2 separate regions of the Sus scrofa genome follow, and region 2 is linked to region 1. The links are chromatin contacts, called in public Hi-C maps. All regions are on one chromosome and are shown on one strand. The core of a region is the stretch at or near the end of the contact, and the rest is flanking DNA. Distances in the headings are between cores, read along the strand shown.

Region 1 (7,225 bases), core at 1,781-4,280:
TTCTCTGTCAGCAAAATTCAGTTTAAGCTGCTGAGACTACGGCATTAGCCAGGTTACTCTTTTAATTGTGGGAACACAAATGTGAATGACATTTTTGAAAACTACTTCCTCAACGGTGCTGCTAGCAATTACCATCACTGCAGCCAGCTCCCCCTGCAGAGAAAACCCTTTGGAAATTTAATTCATAGGGCCAAAAATCCAACCCAGAGGCTGGCGCCCGAACACAGAGAAAGTGAAAGAGGTCCTAAAGGAAAGGGAAGAATCCATCCTCTTGCTTAAGAATTATACTCTGTGACGAGGGAAACTGGAAACTTCTGAACTCAGGGTGAATGAGTGTTGAGAAAAAGGGGGAGAGCAGGGGCGCGGGTTTCCTCCGTCCTGGGCAAGTCCGGTGACCCTTGGAAGTTTCCCCCAAAGGCGTGGGGCGGCTCCAAAAGAGCTCCCGGGGTCTCGGCCAACTTCTCCTCACCTGAAGCACGATTTCTCAGTTATCCTCTAACTCGGGCCTGCGACGACCACTAAGGAGCCGGAGAATCTGAATTTGCCGCTCGCCTAGGTCCCAGCCCGGGGGGAAACTTGTGAGGACGGACAGATTGGGCCCACGTCCGCCCCAGCAACCGAGGACCGTGTGCCTTTCGTTCCGCTGCTTCCAGTCCCAAGCTGCCAAAGGGTCCTGCAGGCGCTCAGGGTTCCAAATGGTGTTCCTGGGGGAGGGATGGAATGTAGTTCCTACCATTACCAGGTTTAAATCCACTTTTACTTTTCTTTATATATATATATATATATATATATATATAAAATCTCACTGCCACTTCAAATCTCACTTTTACTTTATCCTTCTCTCGACTCTTTTCAGTTTACTATGAACCTATGTAAATTTCCGTGTTTTAAATAACACAGCGGTTAGTTATACAGTAATTTCTAACAAAAGGTGGAACTTTCTGTCTTAGCACTACATGTTTGGAAAGTTTATATTCTTTTCCCTTCATTTTGTTACCAAATACGCTCTAGCCTCTTATCCTTTCTGTTTTAATCCTTAATGTCTTGCCAAACTAAAGAGAAACCAGCTGGCACTTGTAATGGCATTGATTGTAATGTTAAAATTTCTCTGCTTTAACTAAATCTGCAGTTGCTTAAGAATATGGACCTCATCATCTGACCACTGTTTTAACTAGCAAGTGTAGGGCAAAATTTAACATTAAATGTAAAGTAAGCACTTAGCACCTGGAAACACCTGCAAGACTGGTCAGCCTATAATGTGCTTGTCAAAAGAGACACAATTTGAAACACTTCTACTTACTTATTCACTAGCAATCAACGAAATTTTACAAGAAATTGACAAACATGTCTATTTTCAGAATAGATTAAGATAGCATATTGATATCACTTACTCTAGAAAGTATTTCAGAAACAAATGACTCCATTCTGAATTGGCTAGGTTGTACAGTTCAAGAGAAATATTTTCCTTTAGAGATTTTCCGAAAACTCTAGTGTCCCTTCAGTAAAATGGATAGTATCTACATTTCATAGGCTGTTTTGAGAATTAAATAATTAGATTAACATATGTACAATTAAATAAAATGCCCGAGATGTCAAAGGCAGACTATAGAGTACATATTTGAAATAAAATAAAAAGGCTTCTCAATTTTATACAATACCCAGTACCATACAAATCACTATCTCATTAGCTAAGATATATGTAATACAGCCAACAATTAGTAGCTTTGCTGATACTCTATCCACCATTCACAAACAATCATATAACATGCATCATATACAATAGTGCTTCTGATTTTCAATAAGAAAAAATGTCTATAATATGAAGGTTTCACCTATAATACTTTTCATTTAGTATTGTACTATCCAACATACATGGTGATGTTGAATCACTAGAATATAAACTCCAAGAGGGCAGGGATTTTTGACTCAATTGTGTGCTAGTATGTCTTTAAAATCTACAATAATAACTGCTAAATCAACAGATACAACAAGAACATAAAGAACAACAATAAAACTCAGACCATACTATTAAAAATATCCTGAGGAGTTCCCACTGTGGCACAGTGGGTTAAGAATTCGACTGCAGAGGCTCAGATCACTGTGGACACTCAAGTTCTATCCCTGGCCTAATGCAGTGGCTTAAAGTATCCAGCACTGCTGCAGATGTGGAGTAGGTCACAGCTGGGGCTCAAATGCAGTCCCAGACCTGGGAAATTCCATATGCCACGGTTGTGGCCATTAAAAAAATTACACACACACACACACACACACACACCTTGAGAAATAAAAGGTGAATTCTCTTAGAAAATACATTTCCCATTTTTTTCCAGTTTTTTTTTTTTTAAGGTGTGCATTCTAAAATAATACCTACAACCTGGGACTTAAAATCCTACTCCATCCAACAATGAACTAGGCCAATAAATTTAAATGAATTTATTTTGTAACGCCAGCATTAGAAAGAAATGTAAAAAACAGCCATACAACAAATAGTTTCACAGTCAATACTAAGGGGGTAGGCCTGGGCCCTCAAACCAAAAATCCTGAACTTTCAATTAATTGAGACGAATTGACCCCAGTTTGGTCCAAGTGAAAGTGTAAGTCGCCAGAAGAAACAGGTCCCTATACCTTCAGATCCTGGACCTGTTCCTTGAAGACCTCATTTCCGAATAGAGGAAAGGAGAAAATAAACACCCAGAACCCATTTATCCACACCCAACAGGCTCCGCCACTGCCCCTAGGAGAGGGGAACCGCCAACCCCTGCCAATACCCATCTCACTCACACCCAGAACCCTGGGACAGATCGGCCCCGCACCCCGCAGTCGAAAGGCTGCCTGAAGATCCCAGGTGGCTGCCTCCCACCTGCAGCTCCGGTTTAGCCCCGCCCACCTCGGCCAACACCTCCGGAAACTGCTGTTCTCGTTGCCACGGTGACGCGAAGCCAGGCAACTACCCTTCCGCAGCGCCTCTGAGACTCCAGGCGCCAAACTGCCGCGCGCCATCGCGAAGTCTTGCGTGATGACGTCATGAAAACCAGCCAATGAAACGAGGCGCTGAGGAAGCTGGCTTAGGTTTGAATCTCGTGGCTGAGTTTGAAACGCCGGCAGGCGGACCTTGAAGTTAAGTGTCTCCGTAACTTGTCCTGGGCCTGAGGTAAGTGAAAGGCAAGAGGAGAAAAATTCTGGTCTCGGGGAAGATTTTTTGAATGACCTGTCTCTCTGGAAGTGGAGGGGTCCCGAGGCATCAGGGGAAGAGGACCGTGTGGGCTTGTTGACAAACAGGGAAGCGTTAAGTGGGGCGGTGGGGGGAGGGTGGGCCTGGTTAGGGTCCCTGAGGTGAAAGTGAAAGAAGAAACTCGAGAACCCACTAAAATGTGACTGTGCCAGATTGGGAGACCTCGACTGCTTAACAGAAAGGGCAGGGATCTTCTGCTTTAAATTCTGAGGAAGTCGGAAATGTTAAAGGGCATCCTGGCCGCTGTCCCAGACTTTGGCAGAGCACTTTAACTGTCCGGCACCTTACAGTGTAAAGTTTCTTCCGCACTGCAGAGTGTTTTGTTTCAGACACAGATGTAAATGTAACTCAGGGCTTAACTGTCAAATGAGGAGCTTTGGTTCACAAATTTATAAACTTTTTGTCCGGCGAGGTTCTGCTGTTAGCCTGGCCGGGAACCGGCCCTGAGCCCCAGTTGTAGCATCAAGGTAGGACCTGCCAGCACTGCCTAACGGGGTTGCTGAGGATCAGGTGAGCTTCAGAAGGGATTCTGGATGACAGAGTGCTCCGCAAGAGAAAGGGACTTTAAGCACTGAGAATCATTTCTACCTTTTAATCTTAGTTTCTGAGAGACTTGCCTTGAGGAACTCATTAGGTACTCAGTTTCACAGAAGTGAAGACAGTGCTGTTTACTCTGTGAGAAGAGATTATTTGACCAGAATTTAATAATTTAGTTGTACAGTACATATATGGTTTAGGTTACTAACTATTAACAATCAGGTAGAGTGTGTGAGGAATACTACAGATTTTAGTTGGTAGTGTTGTTCCACTACAGTCAGCGCCTCCACCTTGTATTTGGGGAAGTTTCTCCTTGATGCTTAAATCTAAGTAGAAGCATTGGCTTTAACATGAAAGTTATTTCCAGTAAGAGGTTTATGTTGCATAGAGACTATGCATGATAGGGTAGAGGATAGTTCCTGGTCCTTAAAAAAAAAAAAAAAAAAAATGTCTGTTGGATTTGAATCTAATTCAGATATGAATTTGTATTTAAGAAATAATTTATGGAGTTCCCATTGTGGCCCAGCATAAACTAATCTGACTAGCATCCATGAGGATACAGGTTCGATCCTTGGCCTCATTCAGTGGGTTAAGGATCCAGCATTGCCATGGGCTTTGGTATAGGTCTCAGCTGCAGCTTGGATCTGGCATTGCTGCAGAGTAGGCCAGGGATTACAGCTCTGATTCGACCCCTAGCCTGGGAACCTCCATATGCTGCAGGTGCGGCCCTAAAAGACCAAAAAAGAAAAGAAAAAGAAAGAAAGAAAGAAAAGAAATAATTGATAACTCTGTCATACCACCTTCGAGAAAAGTCATACATTTCTGTTCCATTGTTTAAAAGCCTTCTGTTCTGATTCTAATAGAGCATTGATAGTTATTAAGAACATGGACTTTGAATTTGAACCTGGATCCACATTCTGGCTTTTCTTGCTATGACATCTTGAAAAAATTCTTTATACTAAAGCCAAGTCTCTGTTTTTTGTATAATGGAGACAATAATAGAGTCTACTTTATATGATTTTAAGGTTTGAATGAAATGATAAATGTCACCTGTTTACCATAATGCCTGGAATAGAGAGTGTGCCCAAATGATAATGGTTGTTTATTATTACTAGTTATCGCCATACCATTCTAATCCAAGAGTTCTCAATTAATGGTATAAACATGGTTGCTGAGAATAGATACTTTGTGATACTTAACAAGCACAGAGAAATCATGAACTTTCAGTTTTATTACCATTCATTCTATCAAAAATAGGCAATTGTTTTAACTTCTATCAGAAAATGTCTGCGGGTTATGTATTTACATCACGGAGAGTGTTGACTAAATTCTTGAGCTTTAGATTCAATCAGTCTGAGTTCAAATCCCATGTCTTGTGCTTCCATTGTGTGACTATAGCCAGTTAACTTGTTCTCTCTGTACTACTGTGTCTCTCTCTATAAAATAGCTATGATAATAATGCTAGTATCATAGGATTGTTACAGGGATTAAATGAGAAGTGTGTAAATTGCTTGGCACGTTTCTATTTGTAGAATAAGAGCATAATTGCAAGAATTACATAATTATTACCAAATGAAAGCTTGTATTTAAAGTAAATTTTAATCTTTTTTTTGTTTTGCCTTTTTCGTGTGTCTTTTTTTTTTTTAGGGCCATGCCCTCGGCATATGGAGGTTCCCAGGCTAGGGGTTGAATCAGAGCTGTAGCTGCTAGCCTAAACCAGAGCCACAGCAATGCAGGATCTGAACCACATCTGCAACCTACTCCACAGTTCACAATGACCCCAGATCCTTAACTCACTGAGGGAGGCCGGGGGATTGAACCTGTCTCCTCATGGATACTAGTCAGATTCGCTTCTGCTGAGCCATGATGGGAACTCCCTTTTTGTTTTGCTTTTGAAATAAAAATACCGAGACTTGTTTAAAATCCAAACAAGTATAAAAAGTATGCAGTAGAAAGTAAGCCTGCCTGTCACCCAGACCTTCTTATTTTCCCACCATTAAGCAACTGTTGTTACTAATTTCTTGTATTCTCTTCCTGAGAGAGCCCATACATGTATAAATATGTAAGTATCTTTTGGAAATATGAGTGGTTGAATGCCACATTCACTATTCTGCTCTTGTTTTTTGTGCACATGTCTTGAAAATCTGCATTAGTTCATTCATTCAATTTTTCAACATATATGTAATAAATCCTGAATATTTGACAAACTGTTCTAGGTTCTGGGGTATAGATGAAGTCCATACTCTGACAGTGCTTACTTTTTAGAAGGGAAATAATCAACAAATATGTAAACAAAATGTGTATTTTCCAATTAGTCTAGGTTTTAGGAAGAAAAATAAAGCAGGTAAAGGATTGGAAAGTCAAGGACAGGGTGACACTGTTTTGAATGGAATCTATAGGGAAAGCCTCCATGAAGTGACATTTGAACAGAGACCTGAATGATAAATTGAAGGATTAAGATTTGCAAAATCTGAAGGTAAAGTCTTCCAGGCAAAGAGAAGAGAAAGTACAAAGGCTATGAGACCAGAAATGAGACTGAGTGTCTAAAGAATACTAAGAAGGGCAGTGTGACTGAAACAGAATAATCAAAAAGGAGATGGAGAGGTAGACAGAGGCCAGATATAAAGCCTACAGGACATAGTAAGGAGTTTGTACTTTATTTTTATGCTGGGAACTCTCATTGGAGAGTTTAGAGCAGGAGAACAACATGAGGTGCATAACATGATCTGATTTCTTTTAAAGATGGTATCACTACATGCAATCAATGAATTAAATAAAATTATTATTATACTTTCATATAATCTTTGATTTAATTGGCTTAAATTTTATCTAAGGTAAACAATAGCTAACTTTCAGCTATTGAAAAGAATTTAACACCTCTTCATTAAACATAACAGAAGAATTAGCTTGTCTATTTAAGTCAGTCTCCCAGAAAATTGAATGTTACCCTTAAGTGATAATGTAATGATTAACATAGGAGTTCCCATCGTGGCTCAGAGGTTAACGAATCCAACTAGGAACCATGAGGTTATGTGTTCGATCCCTGGCCTTGCTCAGTGGGTTAAAGATCCGGCATTGCCATGAGCTGTGGTGTAGGTTGCAGATGTGTCTCAGATCCTGCATTGCTGTGGCTCTGGCGTAGGCCAGCGGCTACAGCTCTGATTAGACACCTAGCCTGGGAACCTCCATATGCCACAGGAGTGGCCCGAGAAATGGCAAAAAGACAAAAAACAAAAGAAAACATAAAACATGATCTTGTTTTCCTAATTTTTATAAATAAATTGAGTACATTATTTAACAGTTTTTGATGGCTTAGCATCCTCATTGTATTTTCCTGTTATTGCCAACCATTGTACTCTACTGTGATATGCTGTATCTCTTAGAGAAATGTATTGCATGCTTGCTTCTACTCTGAATGGATAAATTGCTTTCTTGCATATCTTTCTTCCATATCTA
Region 2 (7,225 bases), core at 2,401-4,900, 400 kb after region 1:
TCATGCAGCATGAATTTGGAAACATCTTTGCCACTCTGCTCAGCAGGAGAGTTTTCTGTTTACTTATTATTTTCCCTATGCTAATTATGCCAATCTTCAGCAGTTTTTGAGGTCAATTCATTTGATACTGGATAACTTTTTTTTTTTTACAAGGAAGACTGATGGCAGGAGTAGCTAGGAAACTAAAATAAACATAATTAAACATAAAATGCTTATAGTGATAGTAGTATTGACCTCGGCCAATTAAAATTATTAATAGAAAAAATATGTCACTGTCAAAGCTAAGCTTACTGTCTTTGTTCCCACTTGGGTAATGAGGATTAGTTCATATTTCCTGACAACGGGAGATGAGAATTTCTTCCTGAACTTTGTCCTTCTGGAATATTGTGTTAGGATAGTATTAGACCATAACCAAAAATAAATAGAGATTTTGACTACTTCAAATTTAAATCTGTAAGTCCTACAAAAGTGAAATAGGGAGCAGTTTCTTTTCAAACAGTGAAGTTTTTCCTCTTTTTGGTGATCAAGAAACTATTCATATCACAAACTTGGAACTTTTTTTTTTTTTTGGCCATGCCAGGCATCAAACCCAAGCCACAGCAGTGACAACACAAAATCCTTAACCACTAGGCCACCAGGGAACTCCTGAAATCTTTGCTTCTAACATATCAATCATGTCAGAGACCAATCTTTAAGAAGAATCAAATATGAGCTCTACATTTTCAGCATCACCCTTGATCACAATAGGAAAATAATTTTGTAAAAAGTTCGATCTTAGACCTCTAACACTACCTCTATATGCTATATGCAGAATTCCATGCAAAGTAGGGATACCTTTATTTTGGCAACATTGTTCTTGAATGTAAGATGAATTTTTAAGACAAATAGGCAAGTGTTTTAAGTCTGGCTTTTATTGTTTTGATAACACCGTAATCATAAATCAGAAAGTTTGGAAATGCTCAGAAATGTCCAGAGGTCTGATTCATCAGAGAGTTTATCTGAATTGACGTTCGGTCTTCTTTTATGTCTAAATATTCCTGCCATTTCTGACTCGTCTGTCTTTTCCTTAGTAAAACTGCACCACACACTGGAAGGTAAAGATATCTCTATCTGTATAATATCAAGGGAGTGTAGGAATTAAAAAATTGGCCATAGATACATTCAGAGTCTAAGAAATAAGAACTCTTTCCTTCAGCAGAAATGCTGATGTGGCAACATGAATTTAGCAGTTGGATTTGCCGCAACTTCTCACTCATTAAGTATGCTAAGATTTAAAAAGTATTTATGCTGTGGGTGCGGCCTTAAAAAGACAAAAGACAAAAAAATAAAAAATAAAAAATATTTATGAGCAAGACATTTTTCAGGGAAGAATTAAATTACAAATGAGCTTTAAAACCTGGGAAAATAGGAGTTCTGGTCGTGACTCAGTGGTTAACAAATCTGACTAGGAACCATGAGGTTGCGGGTTCGATCCCTGGCCTCGCTCAGTGGGTTAAGGATCCGGTGTTGCCATGAGCTGTGGTGTAGGTACAGACTAGGCTTGGATCTGGTGTTGCTGTGGCTCTCGTGAAGGCCAGCGGCTTTGGCTCTGATTAAACCCCTAGCCTGGGAACCTCCATATGCCATAGGTCCTAGAAAAGGACCAAAAAAAAAAAAAAAAAAAACCCTGTGGAAATAACTTATTTCAAGTTGGAAAGTAAGCATCAGTTTGAAGTTAGCCTAAAATTATTATAAAAATTAAGATAGGGCTCCTCCCAGTACTTTATAAAGTAGTACAACTCTTTTTTAAAAAACTTATAAACTAGCCTCTCAAATTGTTTTGCAATATTAAAATAAATTGTGACTGCATTCAGCCTATACCCTTGGGAATCAATGTAGAGGTTCTCTGAGGTGGCCAAGCCAGGCTTCATGGCCTCTGTCCTTTATTGCTTCCGTCTAGCTTGCCTATTTCCCATTAAGTATTCCACAATATACTTCACCATCTGTGCTGTAGGGTAGTTTGTATTGGTCATGTATACTGTTAAGTTGATAGAAGTGCAAAGCTAAATGTGTGACACTCTAAGAATCTGCATATATTTGAATAATTTGACTATTCAGTCCAACAATTTGCAAAGACTGCTCCAAAAGATCACACATCCTGATAACACTTCCAAGAAACAGATAGCTTCCCTTTTTAGGGGGTGGGAGAGGCAGGGATCTTTCTAGCTGGAGTTTCTGATTTATTAAAGTCTCATCTCTGGCATTTAGCAGTGTGAACTTGGGCAAATTATTTCGTGGCACTGAGCCTCGGGTTCTTTATAAAATAAGAATACTAATTTCTATAACTGGTCTTTAGAAGCTCTAAAACAATATAAGTGCATTCATTTTTTTAAAACTAGAAACTGTTAGGTAAACTGAACTGAGTATATGATATTATATATTCAGTTCAACAGCACATTCTTGATAACCACAAGAGGGTCTAGGAAGGGAAACTGTTAATAAATCTTTCCCTTCCCCCAAATTAATGTTGTGGAGTGTTTAGAGACATTCTTAAAGCAATGAGTCTTAGCAATTATTAGGTCAAACCCCTTTGAGATTACAGAAAAAAAATGCACAGATGCAATCCTGACTACCAAATTTGGGGGAAATGGGAGAGTCCTCTAACTCCCATTTAGGCAACCCTTAAGAAAATGTTTCTCACAATGCAACCTCATATTTTCTGCATCCCAGTTGCTTGCTGTGCTTTTAAAAATGCTAATTTCTGGACGCTGCCCCACCCTTCGTAAATCACAATTTCTAGAGGAGAAATCTGCATTTTAATAGGCACCCAGGTGATTTGCTATGCTCGGAGGTGGTCCAAGAACTCCTAGTTAATCACCGCTGTTTTTTTCCTTATTCTAAATTTTAAGGTCTGTCCTAGTGCAGACCTACGAGTCGGTTGAATTAATGGAAAGGAAATTCAGCTTTAAAGCAGGAACCCAGGTAGACAGTTGAAAGCGTTCGTCCAATGGCAAATTGAAAATGATTCTCTGGACCCTAGCCACTTAAGTTCTCTCCAAGGGTCTTGGCTACCGACAAATAAGTATCCGACAGACAGTTTGCTCTTCTGCTGCGGGGGGAGGGGCTCGAGGGGAGGATTAACTGAGTCAACTACCCCCTGCGCGCGCGCGCGCGCGCACACACACACACACACACACACACACACACACGTTGAAACAGAAGGCCTTTTATTTATCTTTGCTGCCCAGGTTCATTATTAAAAGGGTTGGTTTATGTGTGTAAGTTTGCTAGGGAGGGAAGTGAAAACATCTGCAGAACCATGCAATGCCCTGGAACGGAACTCTTCTAATAAAAGATGTATCATTTTAAATGCGCTGAATTTTGATTCTGGTAATTCGTGCACTAGAGTGTCTATTTCGAGGCAGCGGAGGTATCATATGACAGCGCACGTCAAGGCACCGTGGAGCCCTCTCGTGGACTCCCACCCACTTTCTCATTCACCCGGAGAGGGCTGCTCGCGCAGCCGCTCCCCCCGGCGAGCTAGCATGAAATCTCCCTGCCTCTGCCGAGATCAAATGGAGCTCCTCGCTCAGGGGGTGCGAGTATTACCTCCGCCATGCAATTTCCACTATCAATAATTTAACTTCTTTGCTGCAGAACAGAAGGAGTACAAACCGGGCACCAAAGATTCCCCCCTACCCCTTCTTTTTGACCAAAGGGAACGTGAAAAAATAATAGAGTCTGGGGATTTCGGGGCCGAAGTCTTCCCCAGAGCAGCTGCCTTGATGTTTACTTTGACAAGTAGTGACTGAAAAGGTGGGTTTCTTTTTTCTTTCTATCTCTTTCCGTTTTTCTCTGGTCGGCTAGAAACCGTGTGGCTTTAGTGAGATCTGTCATTGCCTCGGCTTCTTGGCTGGAGCAAGTAACTTGGTGTAACGTTATCTGGGGGCGTTCATTAATAAAAAATGCCGTTATTATCTTGATCGAATTCCTATTAGGCAAACTCCGGAGAGGTCAGTGCACGAACTCTGTTTAAGCCCGTGTGTTTAAGGCAGCGGAGTAAACCAATAGCCCCCATGCTCTGTGCGATTTCATTGTGTGCTCACATTTGCCAGCTCCGTCGTGCCGGAAGGTGCGGGAAGGTGTGTCTGTGGCCCGGGAAACGCACGCCCTCTCCCACAGAACTTGGGTGCTGGGATGGGGCGTAGGGAGTGGCCAGGGAGGGGAGCGAGACCCCGGGGGCGCTGGATTCCCGCTTACTCCCTCGCGCCCCCGCGCGCAGAGCCAGGGCTTCCGCGGAGGGCACCGGACGCGGGGTTCCCCCGGGCCGGGACTAGGTCACTCCTCCCGACGGCGGGCGTGGCGCGCGGTCCTGATGGGGCGCCCTAGGTACGGGCGCGGGGCTCGCGGGGTCACGTCGCGGGGCCGAGAAGAAAGGCGGAACGCGGCGCGCGGGCCAGGGGAGCCCCAGCAGCCCAGGGAGTCCTAGGGGCCGAGCTGGGGGAGAGGAAAAGGCGCGGCGTTCCCTTTAAGCAGCCACCCCGCACGGGTCTCGGTGGCGCGGGCGAGCGGGAGGAGGGGGGCGGGGGGGGCGGCGCCGTTTGACCAATAGAAGCTCAACCGAAGAGCTAAATAATGTCTGACCCCGGCTCCAGGCGCAGGCTGGAGCTCCTAGTCCGCGCTGCAGACGCCGCCGCGCCGGGGCGCACCCGCCGGCTAGCTGTCCCGCGCACCCCGTCGCGCCGCGGGCTCCCGGGCGGGGCCGAGGAGCCGGCCCTGCGCGCCCCCCAGCTCCTCCTTGTGAAGCTTTGATGAGACGCTTGAACTGCAGCTGCCAACGCTGCTGTGGGGCCGGCGGCGAGCGGCTCCGCGACGGGGACCGGGGCGGGGCTCAGGGGCCAGGAGCGGGACAAGGATGTGACTCCGCCGCTGGGGACCCTTGAGCTTTGTGTGGACCCAGAGGTAGGCGAGCATCGAGCGTGGGGCTTGGCGCGGGAGCCGCGCGTCTGCCGGGGAAAGTTGACTGGGGGCACTGAAGAAGTTATGGGAAGAGGCAAAAACTCCTTTCCTCCCTCCACGAGAAGGGGAGATACGGAGTTGCTCCTGTAGAGCTTTCTCTTCCCATCCCACGAGCCAGAGGGGCAGCCCCAGGGAGAGGGACCCTGGAAAGCCCTGAAGTGGGGGAGAGGAAAGCCACGAGGAGAAGCAGAGCTTCGCGATGGGAGAAGACACCTCCCTGGGGTCCCCCAAAACCCTCCCCCAGCGGAGGAGGGGTCGTGAGAGCGATTTAGGACTCCAGCTGTCGGGGGCCCGGACTGAGGTTACGGTGTTGGGGCTGGAATATGAATCTTACCCATGGGCTGAGTGGTCCCCGAGCAGATTTTTTTGGGGGCGGGGGGTGGAGCACGCTTCTTAAGCCGGCATCCCAGTCCCTGAGACTCCAGCCGGGCTACACACGGTCACCTGCTCCTCAGAAGTTGACATCAAAGCGGACCCATCCACGTCCAATGCCACTGTCTGTATCTTGGGAAACTTGGGACACTCCTGCAGCTTGAATCTAAAAGGGGCTGTCGGACTCCGGGGCCAACTGTGCCCACGCCTGTCCCCATACCTTCTCTCCCTTGGGGCACCTTCCCGGAAAGTAAAAAGTTTTGATTTTGGGGGGGTTGAGAAGGATTGGGAGTGTTCCGACTCGGGTGGGTCTCTTGGGATGCAGAGTCGGGAAGAGGAAATGGGTGAGTGAACTGTGCCTGGAAAGATACAGCTGACGGTTGGAGGCTTTTTGCCAGACGGTCGAGAAGGGGAGTTGCAGACTGGGGGCACCCCTAGGGAAGAAAAGCCTTGGAGCTGCTGGGGCGAACCGGAGTCGCCGTCTGAGGATGCGATGTTTGTGTGTTGGGGGTGGAGTGGGGTGGAGGGACGCTGTTGGAGGGGCCTGGAGGAGGAGGGGGCAGGGAGAGCTGCGCTAGGGAAGGTAGAGGCTGCCCTCTGCCGGCCACGCTGCCCGGAGCAGCTGCAGGGGGAGGGAGGCTGGGGGCGGGGAAGTGGCTTTGCCAGATCCCCTCGTTAGCTGCTGGTAGGAGGGACTTGTTGAATGACGCTTCTGACTTGGTTGAATTTCGATTCAATGCTCCTTTTTGGCTTCAATGCATAGTTTTCCTTGAGCTGGGGAACTTTGACAGCCTACGGTTGATAGTGTGTTAGGGCTCCCTGGATCTCATTTAAGGTCCTTCAGGTATCTTACACTTATTCCTCGGTGTCAGCAGTAAACAGTGAACATTTCCTGACAAGAATGCAGGAATGTTCTTGGCCAGAAGCAAAGAAAAGCATATTTCCGAGTGTTTATTAGTTCTCCTAGTATAGTTATCTTTAAAAGCAAAGCAGTATGTAATTGGGAACGTTGATTTTTTTTTTTTTCACTGCATTTTGATTTTTAATAGAATACACTGTTATTAAATGAGACCTTCAAATTGGCTAGACTATTTGGAAAGTACTCCCTCTCCTTTATTTTTATCTCCCCCCAATTTATATGAGTTTGTTATACAGTCAGGCCATTTTGGCCTTAGTTACATTTATACGTACTTAAATTTTTTGCATTTGTCTTTATTAAGGCATCATTACAGATTTAATTGGTCTAAACATGGGAACCCTCGATGTTACCTCATGCAACATTGTCATTTTGGGGAAGTTTTTTGAGATTATGGAATGTAGCACCTCAAGTTATTGTTATTACTGCAAGTAGTAGATCACAAAGTTTTGGCCCTGGTAACCACACTCCTTTGAAACACTAACTCCTGGTCCTTGATTTGCAAATACCTTGCTTTAAGATCCTTTTGTAAGTTTACTGGGGACTAGCAGTGGAGGCAAGAGAAAGGAAAGAGACACTTGTTGAAATGTAACCATAACCTTTACTGGAATTTAAAACACGTTGGTCACCATTACTGGAATTCCAGGGCCATAAAGTCGTTGTCTTTTTTCCTTCCACTTTATTTTGCAAAATGTGATAAATGTTGGTAAATATAGACCAGTTCTAAGTATTATGACAAGAGAAGCATTATGTATGTAGAGCTATTTTAAGCTGTTACAGAACATTTTCTATTTATAAATGATATAAGCAGAAAGAAATGATTTCCAGATAAACAAGACTTACGTACATGTTTTGAAGCATTAGAACATTGCAGCCACACTTAGACATCACATTTTTTTGAAAGCACAATAACAGAGTAATTTTTCACATACCTTTGAA

The links. A called contact is a pair of places that touch in the nucleus more often than the background predicts.
Region 2: a Hi-C map of embryonic fibroblasts shows a contact between it and region 1, with 2.4 times the contacts expected there. The contact joins the promoter of BDNF here to the promoter of METTL15 in region 1. A contact is called at or near these places in 1 of 5 promoter capture datasets (fetal skeletal muscle), 4 of 47 Hi-C or Micro-C datasets (embryonic fibroblasts and epiblast stem cells) and 1 of 2 datasets of contacts at active chromatin or transcription factors (skeletal muscle).

Annotation. Positions count from the first base shown.
Region 1 is chr2:32,241,044-32,248,268 of Sscrofa11.1, forward strand. METTL15 (probable methyltransferase-like protein 15) reads right to left here and starts at 3,031. Exons shown (of 7, transcript XM_005654689.3): 1 at 2,888-3,031. The coding sequence starts at 3,026. It overlaps KIF18A (kinesin-like protein KIF18A), which reads left to right and starts at 3,030. Exons shown (of 17, transcript XM_003122903.4): 1 at 3,030-3,151.
Region 2 is chr2:32,641,011-32,648,235 of Sscrofa11.1, forward strand. BDNF (brain derived neurotrophic factor) reads left to right here and starts at 3,651. Exons shown (of 2, transcript NM_214259.2): 1 at 3,651-3,795.